2 separate regions of the Mus musculus genome follow, and region 1 is linked to region 2. The links are chromatin contacts, called in public Hi-C maps. All regions are on one chromosome and are shown on one strand. The core of a region is the stretch at or near the end of the contact, and the rest is flanking DNA. Distances in the headings are between cores, read along the strand shown. Region 1 holds the start of E330023G01Rik (RIKEN cDNA E330023G01 gene). Region 2 has its middle 31 kb from the start of Gm39411.

The links. A called contact is a pair of places that touch in the nucleus more often than the background predicts.
Region 1: a Hi-C map of granulosa cells shows a contact between it and region 2, with 1.9 times the contacts expected there. The contact joins the promoter of E330023G01Rik here to the enhancer-like site in region 2. A contact is called at or near these places in 1 of 39 promoter capture datasets (liver), 3 of 15 datasets of contacts at CTCF or cohesin (liver, pro-B cells and stem cell-derived epiblast-like cells), 27 of 484 Hi-C or Micro-C datasets (the 63-12 cell line, 8-cell embryo, the HPC-7 cell line and 11 more) and 4 of 115 datasets of contacts at active chromatin or transcription factors (the 230-238 cell line, embryonic stem cells and hepatocytes).

What each region holds. Positions count from the first base shown.
Region 1 is chr9:98,818,688-98,821,511 of GRCm38.p6, forward strand. It overlaps E330023G01Rik (RIKEN cDNA E330023G01 gene), which reads right to left and starts at 1,400. Exons shown (of 3, transcript NR_045332.1): 1 at 1,247-1,400.
Region 2 is chr9:98,716,787-98,719,636 of GRCm38.p6, forward strand. No RefSeq gene overlaps it. Among named protein-coding and RNA genes, the nearest start is that of Gm39411, 31 kb to the right of the region's middle. Within about 2 kb of position 1,410, at least 8 of the 459 cell types and tissues checked have an H3K27ac peak or open chromatin away from gene starts, as enhancers often do. A contact at or near this core is called in Sertoli cells and granulosa cells, where this site is marked.

The sequences.
Region 1 (2,824 bases), core at 150-2,649, 100 kb after region 2:
AGGCCCTGGGCTTCCCAAGGCTATGTAGCCTTGGGCAGGGCTCTTAATTCTCTGGATGCCATTTTCTCTTGCAAAATAAAGCAATATCCCCATCCCAGAGTAGAAGTGAGGATGACAGGCAACCTCTGTCCATGAAGTGTCACATGTGGTTTGAGGCACATGAGTGGGCTCAGCCATTGTCCCAGGTAAAGAAGTCAAGGGCAGCAACCCAGTGAAAAACCAAGTATCAACGAGCACAGCTTAGTCCTAGAACAGCCTTAGAACAGCAAAAAGACAGGAAACCACACAGGAGCTTGTTTTTAAAGACAAAGGAAAAATACGATTAAGCGGCCTGAGAGTGCTGTTACACAAGAATGAAAATATTTTCCTTACTAGGGCACTCGTATGTCAACAGCCGATAGGGAGTGGGAGCAGCCACCTCAAGGCCACCAGGCACCTCCAATAACACAGGATGGAGTGTGAATCCTTGTGGAGGATGGGAGAACTGGGATAGCACTGGCCCCAAAGCCAGCTGGATAAGGTCCCGAGAGATGCAGCCTGTGAGATGGGTGGGGGTGAGCAACTGGCACTCCATCCACCCATGGCTTCTCCCTCTCTTTCCTCTTCCACTCAACTGGACCATTTCAAAGTCACTGGCAGGAGGCTGGTTTAGTCAGGCCCAGGAAGGGAAAGAACTGCTCCTTAAGATTAACCAGCTAATACGGTACAGCCATGAAAGTCCTGTCAGAGTGACCCCCATGCCAGACCACAGTGTCACCCCATGGGACTCTGCTCAGCCCCAGTGGCAGTATAGAGATCAACCAGACCGCCTTCAGCCCACAGGCAAGGCCTCGCTGCAACTGACCCACTCATTCACTTCCTGGTCCTGTCAGGGCTACACACACAGACAGACAGACAGATACACACACACACACACACACACACACACACACACACACACACAGACCCAAAGTGTGGGCTTTCCTTCAGCTGACCATCTGTGTCCCATCTCTGCTCACACAGCCATGCCAAGTTTCCTTGTATTCTTTGCACCCTCCCTTCCCACTGCTGTGGAGCTGCTCTGGCTCCCTGCTCTCTGGTCTTGGGTCATGGCAAGCACTCTCCTGACCTCACATGCTCCAGCTTTCTGTTCCTATAGAATGAAAGAAGCACTACCATGGTGCTGCAGCCCCTATCCACCCACAGGACAGGGCTCTCCCCTGCCTTGACTCCTTCTGCACCACTGAACTGCCCCCCCTCCCATTACCTTCGAACTTCATAGCTTTTCCATGCGTTCCAGCTGTTTCTGCAGTGCCATTCCCCCCAGCAGTCTCACTGTGTGCCTGCTGGTGTGCTTCAGCCTTTCTAAGGCTCCCTTCTTTCTGTAGAAGTCACCTGGAGCTCCCGGAGCCAGTGACCCTGTAGAGGCCAGTTCCCTGAGCATTTGTTGATTGGCCCTCGGACCCAGTATGACTGTATCTCCCAACCAGGACCCTGAAGTAGAATAACAGGGTGAGGTCACCTTGTAGCTTAAGAGACTCAGAGAGGAGCCTTCCCATTCTCCTAAGAGAAGGGCTATACTAATTTACTGACCTCCAAAACCTGAGTATACAAGGTGTCTCCCAGGCTACTTCTGGGACTCCTCTAGGTAGAAACTCTTAGGGGAAGAAAGCAAAACTCTGAGAGGAGTGTGCTGGGGCCTGCCTGAGCCTTCAAGAGCCCAGGTTCAAACCCTGGATATTCTGGTCCTTTCCACAATGCCATGTCACCCCTCTCCACCCAACACCCTCAGAGGAGACTATAAAACATCCTCAGCCCTTCAAAGGAATCAACTTCAGATCTTGAAGACTACAAGGAGAAGCAGCAAAGGGCCATGCATGACCAGGTCCCCCTCACCAAGCGGTGTCCAGGAGCAGCTGCATGTGGTGGGGAGAGATCTCCCATTCCCTTCCCACGGCTGGGGTCGTGAGGCAGGAGGACAGGATCAATGCCAGTGTGAGCAGCAGGTACACTTCCTTCCCTGAGTGTAGGTAGACCCCGGGGACTGGGCCTCTGAGAAATGTGGCCATCTTTGTGAGAGCCAGGGCTGGAGACCAGTGGTTTCTGTCCCCAGTGCAGTCACAGGCAGGCAAAAGCTGTGACACCTAGAAACACTTTGCAATGTCCACTCAGAGAGATTTTCCTGAGCAATAGGGACCACCAAACACTTGTAGACACTTCCCAGACCTGAGCTTTGCAGACCAGCAGTGAACCTCACACCACCAAAATGGGACCCTTCGGTCTGAAGAGGCAACCGAGGAGATGATTTGAGAACCTGCCCCCACCCCACAGGAATCCACATCCCAGTTCTCAGGCCACATGGGTCAGGCATTCAAGATCAAGACGCAAATGATACACGGGCCCTACTTTCATCAAGTAGCCAAGGATCCAGGAGCATCAAGAACAGCCTGAGACCATGTGCTAAGGGATGTCTGTGGCTAGAGACACAGGCCAGTCCCTCCTCCTCCTGAGAGCCTCTACCAATCAGGCCCTCTCCTGCCTGGGCCATAGTGTGGGCCCTGTGGTTCCAGCAGCCTGGTCCCAGCTAACCAGACCAAGGTGGTCACTGGTTCAAGAGTGACCAGCAAAACAATTAAGAACCTGGCTTTTTGGAATTAGGATTTCTAAAGGGAATGAGTTACAGTGGCTGTCCATGAGACAAGGTTGGGGCCAGGGAGGCCCTGAGCACTGCAAACAGAGAGCACAACCTTTGAAAAGCCTGAGTTTAGAGCCCCCCCCCCACTTACAGATTGAATCTGAAATGTCCCCCACTGGCTCATGTCTGCAGCCTCCAGGTTGGGACACT
Region 2 (2,850 bases), core at 160-2,659:
AATATCCTGGCTCGTGTCCAAGTAGAGAAATGAAAAAAATTTTAAAAGGGGTGTGCTGACAGACATGCCTAATCACAGCCTACACTGCACGAGTCTGGAGTTCAAAGTCACTTCCCTGGTCATCCAAGAAAACAGGCAGTCTCAAGCAAGTAGCTCTCTGGGAGAGTCATAAGCCATCCCGTGTGCCCCACAGGTTCCCTACAGAGTCATAGATGAACTCAGAGAAAACTAAGAATAGCAAGACGCAGCCGCTAGGAGAGTTGCTAGAAGGACTCAAGACTCTGGACTGGTTAAAAGAACAAGTGAGATTTCTAAGTTTGAAACATTTAATGAAGTAAAACTGAGAATTAAAAACTCAATTCAGATACAGTGACTGAAAAGCAACCATTTAGGAAAAAAACAAAACAAAAAAACCTCTTCAAACAGAAGCAAATTACTGAGATGTAAGTCTGAAGAGACGGATGAAACAACTGAGCAGAGACCGCAGAGGCAGCGAGGGGCTGGAGCTAAAGCACCAACACGGAAACCTAGGGATAGAGGACAGGAAATGCCAGGGAGCCACCAACACATCATGGGGCAAGGCTGGAAAGTCTGATGGGTGCTAATGGAACCGTCTGAGGAAGAGACTCAGGCTCCCTATAAAGTCATAGTTGGGCAAATAGAACTGTGAAGCGGTCGATCTGTGAAGAAATGATAGCTAGCATTTTCCAAACACAGGAAATCGCTTGATTCAGACATCTCTGAAGATGGAATGTGGAGGAACTTGTGAGCAGACACACAGAAGACAAAAAAAAGATCTCTAGGGTGCTAAGAGTGCTGGGTACTAAGGAGGTCTGTACCACATGCCGACGTGAGGGGCAGTGCAGTAGCATCTTTGGCATACTGATAGCCTGTGCAGAATTCTAAGCCCCGCTTAACTCTCACTCAGGGGTAAGAGCACAAGAATCTGCTCAGACAAAATATGTGCTTCACTAAAGGACAGAAAAAGAAGCAAATGTTCCAGAGAGAAGAGCTAGGGAACAAGAGGCATTTTTTGTTTGGTTTTGTTTTTAAGATAGCGTCCTATTACACAGCCCGGCCTGGCCTTGAACTCTCCATCCCTCTGCCTCCACCGCTCAAGTGTTGAGATGATAACAGATGCCAGCACGAAGGGCTCATAAGAGTGAATTGAAAACAAAGAAGATCTAACAACAGTGGCTCATGTTGGAATAAAAATTAATTTGGAATGGAATTCGTGGCCAGAGACAGCAAGTGAGACAGCAAGTGAGACAGAATGGGGGAGGAGGAGGGTGTTTGCCTTCACTTAGTAAAAGCTCATTCTAAATCTCGAGGAGGAATCAGTACAGTGAGAGTGAACTGTCTAAGTCAATTAAAGGAAGCAAAGGGAATTTCAGAAATCTGACTCAGAGCTGAGTTCCTGACCTTGAGGATTTGAGTCTGTGCAAGAGGCGGGGACTCTTCGAGGGCGGACTCTGCGAGGGCGGACCCTCCTGCTGGCACTTTTAGTGTATACAACGGTCAGGGTTCTGTGAAAATGGTGGCAAGTATGTTGTCTCGTTACTTCAGTTGTTCCAGAGGACACCTTGCCCTTGGCTACCTGGCCTTCCTCTTTCCTTATGGGCACTTAGCTTCAGGAGCATCTTGAACGCTCATTAACAGAGAAATGGTCGGGAGGATGGATGTTTCTGCGCAGTATAAAGGAGGGCAGAGGAAATCAATCCACTGTGTTCAGTTGTCTATTATTTGACACCTGCAAAACACACACACACACACACACACACTCACATGCACACACTCACACACACTTACATGCACACTCACATGCATACACTCACACACATGCACAAACATACACATGTACAAACACATGCACACACTCACACACATGTACAGATACACACATGCACAAACACACACACCTATACACACACTCTCACACACAGACCACAGATACACTCACTCACAGTCATACACACATGCACAAACACATACACTCACACATGCACACTCACACATATGCACAAACACATATACTCACACATGCACTCTCATACACATGCACAAACACACACACACACACACACACACACACACACACACACACACACACCAAAGAAGAGTTCCTTAAAGCCCAGCACAAGGCCCTAGCATCTCAGATGTAGACTCTGTATATAACTGAACTGCATTGAAAGATGCAAACTACTCCAAGAAGCAGCAGCAGAAACAGATATACATGATTCTTTTAGAAAAAGTTAAGAGAAAAACCTTAGTGTCTGACCCTTACAGATATTCCATCCACACAGCAAGATGAGAGGACACCAGCCTGGTCCCCAGCACATGTGATGGCAGTACACACCCTCCCCCATCCCCAAATACCCAGAGACCTGGTTGTTTATGACCAAACTTGGGTTGGCAAATCACAAGACAGAGAAGGCAGGAGAAGGCCAGCCAAACTGCCCTCTCCCTTGTTTCCTTCCCTGCTTATCAGCTCTCTACTTCCTGCCTGACCAAACATGTCAAGCATGTTTTTAAAAAGCTGATATCTTTGAGAAGAGTTATGGAGGACAAAGGGCCTTGATCACTCAGAGGACCATAGTGACCATGTAGCTCATGTCTCATATCTCCATCTCTGCCTTGGATTTCCAGAAAGAAGTGTGTGTGTGTGTGTGTGTGTGTGTGTGTGTGTGTGTGTGTGTGTGTGTTTGTGTGTGTGTGTGTGTGTGTGTGTGTGTGTTATTTTTCTATTCCCTGACAAAATATCATGACCAAGGCAATCTATAAATGAAAGCATTTAATTTGAGGCTCACTGGCCAGGTGATGGTGGTGCATGCCTTTAATCCCAGTACTCAG